Regions from separate parts of the Rattus norvegicus genome. Here regions 2 and 3 are each linked to region 1. The links are chromatin contacts, called in public Hi-C maps. All regions are on one chromosome and are shown on one strand. Each heading gives the region's core, a stretch centred on a gene start, on an enhancer-like site or on the middle of the called end of the contact. The rest is flanking DNA. Distances are from core to core; before and after follow the strand shown.

Evidence for each region. Hi-C and Micro-C count contacts between places; a contact is called where the count stands out from the background.
Region 2: a Hi-C map of the A7r5 cell line shows a contact between it and region 1, with 4 times the contacts expected there. The contact joins the enhancer-like site here to the promoter of LOC134479278 in region 1. A contact is called at or near these places in 2 of 12 Hi-C or Micro-C datasets (the A7r5 cell line and Schwann cells).
Region 3: a Hi-C map of Schwann cells shows a contact between it and region 1, with 12 times the contacts expected there. The contact joins the enhancer-like site here to the promoter of LOC134479278 in region 1. A contact is called at or near these places in 4 of 12 Hi-C or Micro-C datasets (the Rat2 cell line, Schwann cells, kidney and 1 more).

Annotation. Positions count from the first base shown.
Region 1 is chr6:38,717,842-38,721,210 of GRCr8, forward strand. It overlaps LOC134479278 (U1 small nuclear ribonucleoprotein 70 kDa-like), which reads right to left and starts at 1,671. Exons shown (of 2, transcript XM_063262716.1): 1 at 1,510-1,671. The coding sequence starts at 1,516.
Region 2 is chr6:38,355,935-38,359,303 of GRCr8, forward strand. No RefSeq gene overlaps it. Among named protein-coding and RNA genes, the nearest start is that of Osr1, 260 kb to the left of the region's middle. Within about 2 kb of position 1,702, at least 3 of the 93 cell types and tissues checked have an H3K27ac peak or open chromatin away from gene starts, as enhancers often do. A contact at or near this core is called in the A7r5 cell line, where this site is marked.
Region 3 is chr6:39,062,550-39,065,918 of GRCr8, forward strand. No RefSeq gene overlaps it. Among named protein-coding and RNA genes, the nearest start is that of Rdh14, 190 kb to the left of the region's middle. Within about 2 kb of position 1,607, at least 1 of the 93 cell types and tissues checked has an H3K27ac peak or open chromatin away from gene starts, as enhancers often do.

The DNA of each region.
Region 1 (3,369 bases), core at 421-2,920:
AATTCATTTCAGGGTGTGAAAAAAATCTACAAGTTATCCTAAAATAAACTGAGTCAAATTCCTTGAAAGTGCTGAAAACTATTTCAAGATAAGCAGATTCAATCACGTGGGAGCTAAGAGGTCCTTTGTAAACTATGTATTTTCTTACAAATCTCTGACTTCACACAGAAAGGACTTGTATATGAGGAGGGAAAAAATTATATCCAAAACACAAAACACTTTTTATGCTATTTCTTATTGTGAGCACTGAGAACATGAACAATATTATTTAAGAAAAATAAATTTCTAGAGTAAGAAGAATGGACAAAGAGATAGATGATGAAAGACTTTCAAAGTCATGCCACCTTGTAAGCTGGCCTATGTGAGCCGTAATCCTGAAGATATCCTCCCCGGCAACTCATTATAACCTATGCAGAGGAAAGAACATGGCACCAATCTTCATGGCATAAGCCACAAGGCAAATGCAGTGAGAGAAGAAGCATTTCTTTTTGACTTCTGAAAGTTTTTCTATGCAGTACAATAAGAACAGGGCAGGATGATTTTCCTCCACAGATAAAGCAAATATGTCCTCTCAGGCCTCCTTCATGACCCCCCCCCCAACCTTGGTGAACCATCACAGGGAGAAAATTGGTGATTTTAGAAAGGCAGACTGATGGGGAAACCCTAGAGAAAGCTGTGTGACACTCTGGACAAACAACACACAGCTGCCTCCTCCTGGCTCCTTGGGAAATGTCCCTTCAGCAGTGATGAGAAAACACTTTGAAGAATCAAAGGGATAGATTCCCCAGCTGCCTTAACCACTCATTTTTATAACTACCACCAGCAATGAGTTTTAAGAGATAAAAGTTTGTTTGGAAATTCCATTCTCATGCGGACTGTGGTTAAAAGCAAATGGCTCCCCCTTCTCTCATTTTGGCTAGAGATTTATACACCTTCCAAGGCAGCCCAAGTCTTATTTCTACAACTGGACTACTAAGTATCTTGAGGTTACCTCTGACAATAACAAGCTCCATTTCTGGATTGTGGCACTAAGCTCAGACAGTTCAAGAAAATCAGATCAGTTTCGATACCTGAAAAAGTTGGGTCAGAGACCTTGGGAAGGTTTACACTAAATCAACTTGAACATTAACATTACTCAGCTCTTAAAGTTATGCAGGTTCTGAACATCCCCTGGGTTATGAGTGGTTTCAGGCACTAGTGTCTTCTGATATTCAGACACAAGTTTAATATAAAACATCTAATGATGGCAACGCAGGGGAAACAATAGTGTATTCCTGGTGTTAATGCTTTTTAAAAATAAAGTCTTACTTCTTGCAGACATTGCAATGTGCATACACACACACACACACACACACACACACACACACACATGCTAATATGCACACCCTCCATTATGCACATACATATAAATACTCATTTTGCTTGCACACTGATAAACGTCAAGAAGACAAGTAGTTAACAACCATTTCTGCTCTTCATTACCACCACTCTTAGCTTTCATAAACTCACCTGGCATTTATAAGAATAATAGTTAGCACTATGCACAGATTTACAACGAGATGCAAAGGATGATTCTTAGCGTCATCTTCAGTTCAAATTTCAGATGTTGAGTAAATGGAGACCCGAGTGTGGTGGAGAATATAGTTTGTTGATTCCAGTTTCAGCTGGACTAATCTAACCCCTTTCTACACCTAGTTAGAGGAACTCCACAAGCTGTTCAATGGTGCCCCCTTCCTGTCAGTGATGAATTTGACACAGAATAAAAACTGCTCTTTTACAATTTAAAACTAAGAATTGTTAGCCCACATAGAACCTTTGCCAGACAAGTAAAATCAGTCAAGATTCAGGATGTCAAAGAACATAATTCAAAACCATCTTTATCCTGTAACTAGAGGGAAGCAGGAATCCCAGGATTTGGGAACTCAAAATCTCAAAAGACTGACTGAAAGTATGCCCATGGTGTAATGTAGTCTAACAGTACATCAAATGTTATCATAGACATAATCTTTTCACAGTACTGTGACACAAGCTAAGGATTGGAATCTCGATAAATTGCAGGCTTTTAATTATGTGTTCAAACATTGGCAAGGCATAAAATCAATTGCTGGACAACTAAAATGGAATGTAATATTCTCACGGGGTTACAGAGGTATGTTAGATTAAGGATCCCTTTATTCAGAGTGGCACTGTAAAAGATTTCTGTGGACAAAACATCAACTGAGATTGTATGCAAGACAGAAGGGTACCAACTTCAGTCTGAAGGCTGACAGCAGGCACTTTTGTGCAGTAGAGTACTGACTAGTATATACTCAGTTAAATATCATTATTATCTGTTTTCTTCATTCAAACTTCTAACGATACTTACAGAACACCGTTCTACATGGAGCCCCAGAAAAGTAAAAGGCTTTGAAGGAAACTTCTTTCTCCGTATAGTTATAGTGTTTGACAATTAAAACCTATTGCAAAAACAAAGCAGAGGGCATTAATATCCTGAGTCTTGTGAAACAATAGTGCAAAACAGTGCGCCATGCTACTAGATAGCATAAGATAATAAGGAAATAATATACACTTGAACATGTTTTGTTGGGCAAAAGGAAGATGAGAAGAATTAAAATAAACAAAAATGAAGAATTTCTTTAATATTATATAATTTTTAGTTTGGATTTCCGGATTCCCAAGCCTCTACAAATGGGAAGATAAAATTTACAAAGATGATGAGGAGAATCTCAGAATAAATGGAAAAGAAGAAAATCCAACTTTATTTAAAATGAATAAAATAATACTGATATAAACATGCAACTTTACCATTGTATTTATTATATTTTTAAATTAAAATAGAATTATATCATTTTGACCTCTTTTTCCTCTCTCAAACTCCTTTCATGTCCTGCTCTAACTCCCTCTCAAGCTGATGGCCTCTATTTCTTTGATTATTCTTCTTCTACCTGAATGTCCATATGTGTGTGTGTGTGTGTGTGTGTTTGCATGTATGTGTGTGTATGTATGTGTGCATGTATGTATGTAGGTAGGTAGGTATGTAGGTATGTGTGTATGTGTGTGTGTTTGGTCTATGTATGTGTATGTATATGTATCTGTGTATGTATGTGTGTGTGTAACTCCAACCTGCTGAGTCTGTTTCTTGGTTGTGTTTATATTATTTCAAAGCTAGCTATTTTGTGCTACATATACAGACTTCTCCCGGGAAAAGGCTAATTCTCTCTCTCTTCAATCATTAGCTGTCTTTAGTTCCTTTTCTCCAGCAGGGACTCCATGTGATTGTCCTTCTTCTGCATGAGCATGTCTAACAATTGTTTTTATTTAGGCAGTCATTCTAGGATAGACTGTCTCTAATGGGAGACCTCTGGTTCT
Region 2 (3,369 bases), core at 452-2,951, 360 kb before region 1:
GTGGAAGGAAATAATCATGGGAGGCAGAGGGAGGGAGAAGGAAAGGGAAGGGAAAAGGGGGGAGAAATGATCAGACATGTGAGGAGGGGACAGGAGAGAGCACAGAGGGCCAAGAGAATAAATGGAAATAAGCAGCCCAGGGAGTGGGAGGTAGGGGTATTCTCTAGAAATTACCAGAGACCCCAGGAGGTGAGGCAATCTCAAGATTCATTGGGGATGAATTTAGCCAAAATGTCCAACACTGGGAAATGGGTGGACTCTAAGAGTCTATCTCCAGTAGATAGACAGAGCCTCAAGTGGAGGTACAAGGTTACTAATCCACAGTCAAAGTTCCTGACCCAGAATTGTTACTGACTAAAAGAAATACAGGGACAAAAATAGAGAAGAGACAGAACAAAAGGCGATCCAATGATAGGCCCAACTTGGGATTCAGTTCATGTGGGCACACCAAGGTCTCACAGTACTGTGTTATGATGTGTCTTCAGACAGGAGCCTGACACAGCTGTCCTCTGAGAGGCTGTACTAGCAGCTGACTGAGACAGAAGCAGATACATACACCCAACCGTTGGGCTGAATTTGGGGACCCCTGTGGTTGAATTAGGGAAAGGCTGGAAGAAACTGAAGAGGAGGGCAACCACATAGGAAGACCAGCAGTCTCAACTAACCCAGACCCTTGAGATCTCTCAGACACTGAGACAAGGCAGTGTACTAGGGCTGGTCCAAGGCCCACAACACATATACAGCAGAAGACTGCCTGGTCTGGCCTCAGTGGGAGAAAAGTGCCTAACCCTTGAGAGGCTTGAGACCCCATTGAGTAGGGAAGCCTGGAGGCGGGCAGCTGGGCAGGCAGTGACATCCTCTTGGAGATGGGGAGGAGTAGAATGAGGAACTGTGGGCAAGCAGACAGCGATGGGGGCAACAACTGGATTGTAAAAAAAAGTAAAAATAACAAAATAATAGTAATATGTGAACTATTATAATATATTGTTTCTAAAGTATTCAAAATATTAGTCTAGCAGTAGTAGTGATTTTATAACATGAACCATTGATACTTGTTGAATTTCATGAAGCCCTAATTTTTATGTTTGGAATATTTTGTTTTAAGATAAGAAACACTGGCACTCTATTTGCAAAACCTGAACAAACAGATTTTAAAGAAATATTAGAACTATAAACAATTATGCATAGTGACATTAGAATTATGCTTATTTCCTTTGGTTATTTTTGTTTTGTAATATTTCTCCCATAAGTAAATGCGATTAAAATTATACAAAAACTTCTTGCAAAAGAAAGGCAGAAAGAAAGAAAGAAAGAAAAAAGAGGTAAAGAAAGAAAGAAGAAAAGGAGGAAAAAAAAGGGAGGAAGAAAGAAAGAAAGAAAGAAAATACCTTTTCAGGAAGAAAAACAGAAAATAAAATTTATATTCTGGACAAGAAAAGAACTCTCAAGTCAAGAGATCTATGCCTATGTGTCTGGTTTGCTAAGGTTGGGTCATCCTAGCCAATCAGTAGACCTAATATTGAGTTTCATTCCACTGCCGGTGTTTGCCGGGTTCCTGCTCTGCCACAAGTCAATGCTCATTAGCCAGCTCTTTAGCTGCAATAGTCATTCACTCTCAGTCTATTTAAAGAATCCCTCACTCATACCGTGTTAAATGATTTTACACTGCACAAAAGTGCTAAAGCAGTCACATTTTGGCTGATGGCTAACCACACAGGAATGGGGTTTTACTCTTAAAGGATAGTTTGTGCCTGCCCTGGGTCTCTGTTGCTCAATTTCAGCATTCTTTGCCAATTCAACATTCTCCAAGAAAGTGTAAATCCTACCACGGGAAGCGAGGTGTAGAGTCAAGCGAGGCCTTGACTGATGACATCACCTTTGGGGTAGGACTGCAAATTGTGTGAGCTTCTGCATATAGATACTGGCCTCTAAGGTGCTGGAGTTTATAGCTATATGTTTTGAGCTTGACAATTCATCATACGAAGAATGGAGAATAACCCTTCTGCTTCTTGAACAAACATTCTCTTACCCTAAGGGAGTACATTGGCCTAGAATTCCAATGAATAGAAGGTTTTACACTTGACACTGCTACTGATTTGGGCCAAGTACTTGTGATTATGGGTTATGATCTCTCCCAGCTACATAATTCTGATAAGACAACTGATTACTGCATTGCTTCCAAAGAAGGTGCTACCTTTGTTAATGGCTTCAGGATCTCCAAGGTCATTAAGCCGATGCACATCTGAAATTCTATCAGTATAAGATAGTCTGCACTACTTGTTTCCAAGTTTCTGAGAACAGACCCTCAGTAAAATCCTTTTAGTTCAGTGGTTATTCAGCTGGAGTGGTGTCCTCCAGTGTACAGTCTAGTGCAGTCTGGGGGAGGTTTTCAGTTGTTACAGCTGTAGAATGTGAGTAGTAGAAAGTGGGTCAGGGCCATATAGGTGCCATGCTGTCAAACATACAGCAATGGATAGGAGGTTGCCCTCCACAATAAGGAATTATACTCCCTAACCTGTCCATAGTCGTGATGTGGTCTTGTCCATGAGGAATTTGAGGAAGCTTATTTGAGAGGATAGGAGGAAGCATCCTTTTATGGGACCTTTTCAAGCCTGAAACACAAGAGAGGTGCCCAAGGGAGAGTCACCCTGATTTCATCAGGGGCTGCTCCAAACCAGTTTTGGATGAAGCATTGTTTTCAGGAATATGTTGTCGCTGTTGTTGTTGTTGTTGTTGTTGTTGTTGTTGTTAAACAATAAAAGAAACATCATGCCATCTGGCTCTACTCAGACTATAGGGTCCTGCATGAAAGGCGGTTTCATCAGACAGAATGTAGAGTATGAAACACATGTGAACGAACAGCCTGTGGTAACTCCTGTGGAGTTCTGGAAAATTCCATGTAGAAGTCTGGACACAATAAACTTTCTCTGAAGTAGTTGGGTTTTCTTTCTTTGGAAGAAATACAAACTACCAGCATTATTCACCCAGTTGCATGTGAACCGGTTCTCTTCCCTGGTTTGTGGGTAACAGGTGCAAAAGTCTCAGATACCCACAGACTGTCTTAAGAGGAACAGTGTGGAAGGCACAAAGGACAGAACTATTTGCTCCATGCAACTTCTTCCAGAGTGGTGCAACTCAGTTACTTTTTTGTTTTGTTTTGTTTTCAGTATATCTTGACGTTGCTGTTGTCTATTAGACTGTGATCGATTTTTAGAGAAACTGTAGAAAGTTAGACAGGGGGACAGGTAAGCCATTGAGAGGTGACCCCTTGCTTTCCTCATTCATCAACAACACATACCTGCTCCACACTATCATTATTGATATTTAAACTTGTCTGTAGCCCCGTTGTCCTAGCATATTCTACCAGGG
Region 3 (3,369 bases), core at 357-2,856, 340 kb after region 1:
CAACTTAAAAGTGTTTCATCTCAGAGGATGCAGGATGTAAGAAACCGAAGGTCTCTGTAGACAGAGAACTGAGAGGAAACACTGAAAGCAACATGAGTGACTGTCTGCCTTCCACTGGTTTGAGAGTTTCTTCATGGCATTTTCTTGGGCCTCTTAGCAGAATAATCAGACTTGGATGCTCACATTTGTTGTCTTTGTTCATGGGTGTCCTGTCCTGTCCTGTCCTGTCCTGTCCTGTCCTCTCCTCTCCTCTCCTCTCCTCTCCTCTCCTCTCCTCCCTAATGCTCAGCAGCACGCTAGCTGGCCTTTACCCTTCGATGGCCAGTTTATTTCTAGTCATAAAATTAGCCTGTGTCTTGATATTTCCTATCTTCAGGGGGCAAAGTCATGCCCATCTGCTCCAGACAGCATGGCTCCCTGGGATTCTGACTTCTCTCACACAGTTACACAGTAATGTTCACTGAGTGCAAAATAGGTAAGAAAGGAGACTTGACCACCAATTTCTGGGAGAGAGGCTAGCATGTGAGGCTGAAGTGATGGTAGCTGACTATGGCCCTACTGGTGATTGTAGGTGATTCTTCCAGGATTCCATGAAAAAATACATAGCTTTAGAGTCCAATACTATATTCAAAATATATCAAAACTGAGCAGATACATCGATTTTAAAATCTATTCCTTGTAGTTCTCATAGGAACATGAACTAAGCATAATTTGCAGGTCCTGAGTGTCATTACTATTACAGCAGATTGATATTCTAGCCTATATCTAAAATCTCCAGTTATTTCTGGATTCTATACAATTAATCTTAAAAGTACCTCTCATATTCCATTTAAGTTGCTCAAAGACAGGAAATGCATGGCAAGTATATTTTATGCACATCCATTTTCCTTTGTGCTCTTGCGGTTTCTTGAGCTGCCCTTTAATTGTAGAAAGGAACCTACACATTTTAGAGCAAACTGTCAAGGAAAGGAAGGTATTATTTCTGATCATAACACTAGAAGTTAGTGCCGAGTTCTTTCCTTCTTTAGTTTATGGACAGATGAGCTATGGTGAGTGGGGGTTTGCATGAGAAGCCTGGCTGTCATTGAAGAAAAGGGTAAGAAGCTAACTTTTATTTATTGGATATTTTCTGTTTCAAATGTTATCCCTTTTGGATACATTTCAAATGTTATCCCTTTTGCCCTTTTCCCTTTCCCCCTTTCCCATTCCCCCTCCACCTGCTTCTATGAGGGAGCTCCCCCACCAACCCACTTCTGCTTCCCCACCCTGGCATTCTCCTACACTGGGGCATCAAGCCTTCACAGGGCCAAGGGCTTCTCTTCCCATTGACGCCTAACAATGACATCTTCTGCTACATACACAACTGGAGCCATGGCTCCCTCTATGTGTACTCTTTGGTTGGTGGTTTAGTCCCTGGGGGCTCTGGTGGGTCTGGTTGGTTGATATTGTTGTTCTTCCTATGGAGTTGCAAACCCCTTCAGCTCCTTCAGTCCTTTCTCTAACTCCTCCATTGGGTACAATTGCTCAGTCCAATGGTTGGCTTCGAGTATCCACCTCTATATTTATCAGGCTCTGGCAGAGCCTCTTGAGAAACAGCTATATCAGGTTCCTGTCAGTAAGCACTTCTTGGCATTCACAATAGTATCAGGGCTTGGTGTCTATATATGGGATGGATCCCCAGGTGGGGCAGTCTCGGGTTGCCTTTTTCTTTAGTCTCTGTTCCACACTTTTTCTCCATATTTACTTTAGACAGGAGCAATTCTGGGTTAAAAATTTGGAGATAAGCATGTGGCCCCATCCCTCAATGAGAGGCCTTGCCTAACCTCTGGATATGGTCTCTATGGGTTCCCCACCACCCCTTGGGTCCTGGGAACCTCTTGCTTTCCTGGCCTCTGGGACTTGCTGTTAGCTACCCCCAGTTCACCATCTCCCATTGCTACACACCCTGTTCAAATTCCTGACCCTCTGTATATCATGGCTCGGTGGTTAAAGGCTAGACTCACAACCAAAAATATAAGAGAAGCTAACTTTTATAGTTAATAACCAGTAGACAATACATAGAAATGAAGAAGAGCCTGGTGGTGCCTGCAGGGGAAGTGTGGGTGTAAATGGTAAGAGCGTGAGCAAGGACCTAGGCTGAATCAAGCCCAGCATCGGGCACGAGGGCTTCAGGCAAAGACCTGACTCCAACAGAGAAAATGCATTGATCTGTGCGTTTGTCAGGGTCGCCTAGAAAACCAGAATAGATAGCATGAATGTATATTAAAAGGCATTTTGTTTTATATTGGCTTACATTATGTGGTCTGGGTAACCCAATGGCTGTCTCACATCTGAGAATCTGAGATCGCCATAGCTTCTCAGTCTGAAGCTGGGTGCTTCAGCAACCGCGATCTGGTCCTGATAGTCTGGAGCATCCCCAGAGAGCTCCTGCTCTTTAGTCCATACTGGAAGCAAAAGTGAAACCCTAATATCAGCAAAAGCATTGCAGCAATGAAACAGCAAGCAGAAGGAAGTTTCCAGTGAGTGTGAAGGCCAGGAGGCAAAAGCAAAGCTTCTCTCCTCCAACCTTTAGCTGAGCTGTCATGGAAAGGTGCTGGCTGCCCACTTGAGGTATTCTGAAACCCCTCACTGGACTGTTCACTGGCTTGTCTTTTGGCTGATTCCAGATCCAGTTGAGTTGAAACCAAAATAAGCCACCACAGTCAGAAAGAGCAGAGGGACACTATCCTACCCCATGGCTTCCCTCTTAACACATGTGGGGACATGAATCAATTGGAGATCACAGGAGCCGTGCCACGCTCCCACAGATGTTGCTGCCTGGTTGGAAAGAAATGAAGAAAGTAAACAAACACCCCAGAAGCTGGTAGTGTATTTGTATCATTTACCAGAGATGGAGTTGTCTGAAGAGCCACTCTGTAGGAATAACCTGAACTGGTAAGAAAGTCATAAAAAGCTGAATCAATTGTTAAAGAATAGTAAAGCTGTGGTTTCTTTTCATATTTATTTTAACTCTAAGTGTATTTATGATTTATTATTATTAAACCACTGACCTTCTATATTTGTAATGGCTTACATTATCTAGGACTCTAAGGCTTCCTATAGATCTTTGGGGATGCTTTAATATACCATCTATATATTGTTTATGGGTCACAACACTTAACACTATAATGTTGTTCAGTGTTTATGTTTGCACTCACCCGGCTTTTGTCGTGGTGCTACTTTTCCAAATGCACATAAGATATAAACTTTGTCTTTAAAGTCGAGTTTTATTTAGAACACAGATAACTTCAAAGGCTAAGAAAGAAGATCGTGATCACATAGCAAATGTCATAGAAGCAGTGAAGTCAGTGGCAGAATGTTTGAAGTTTG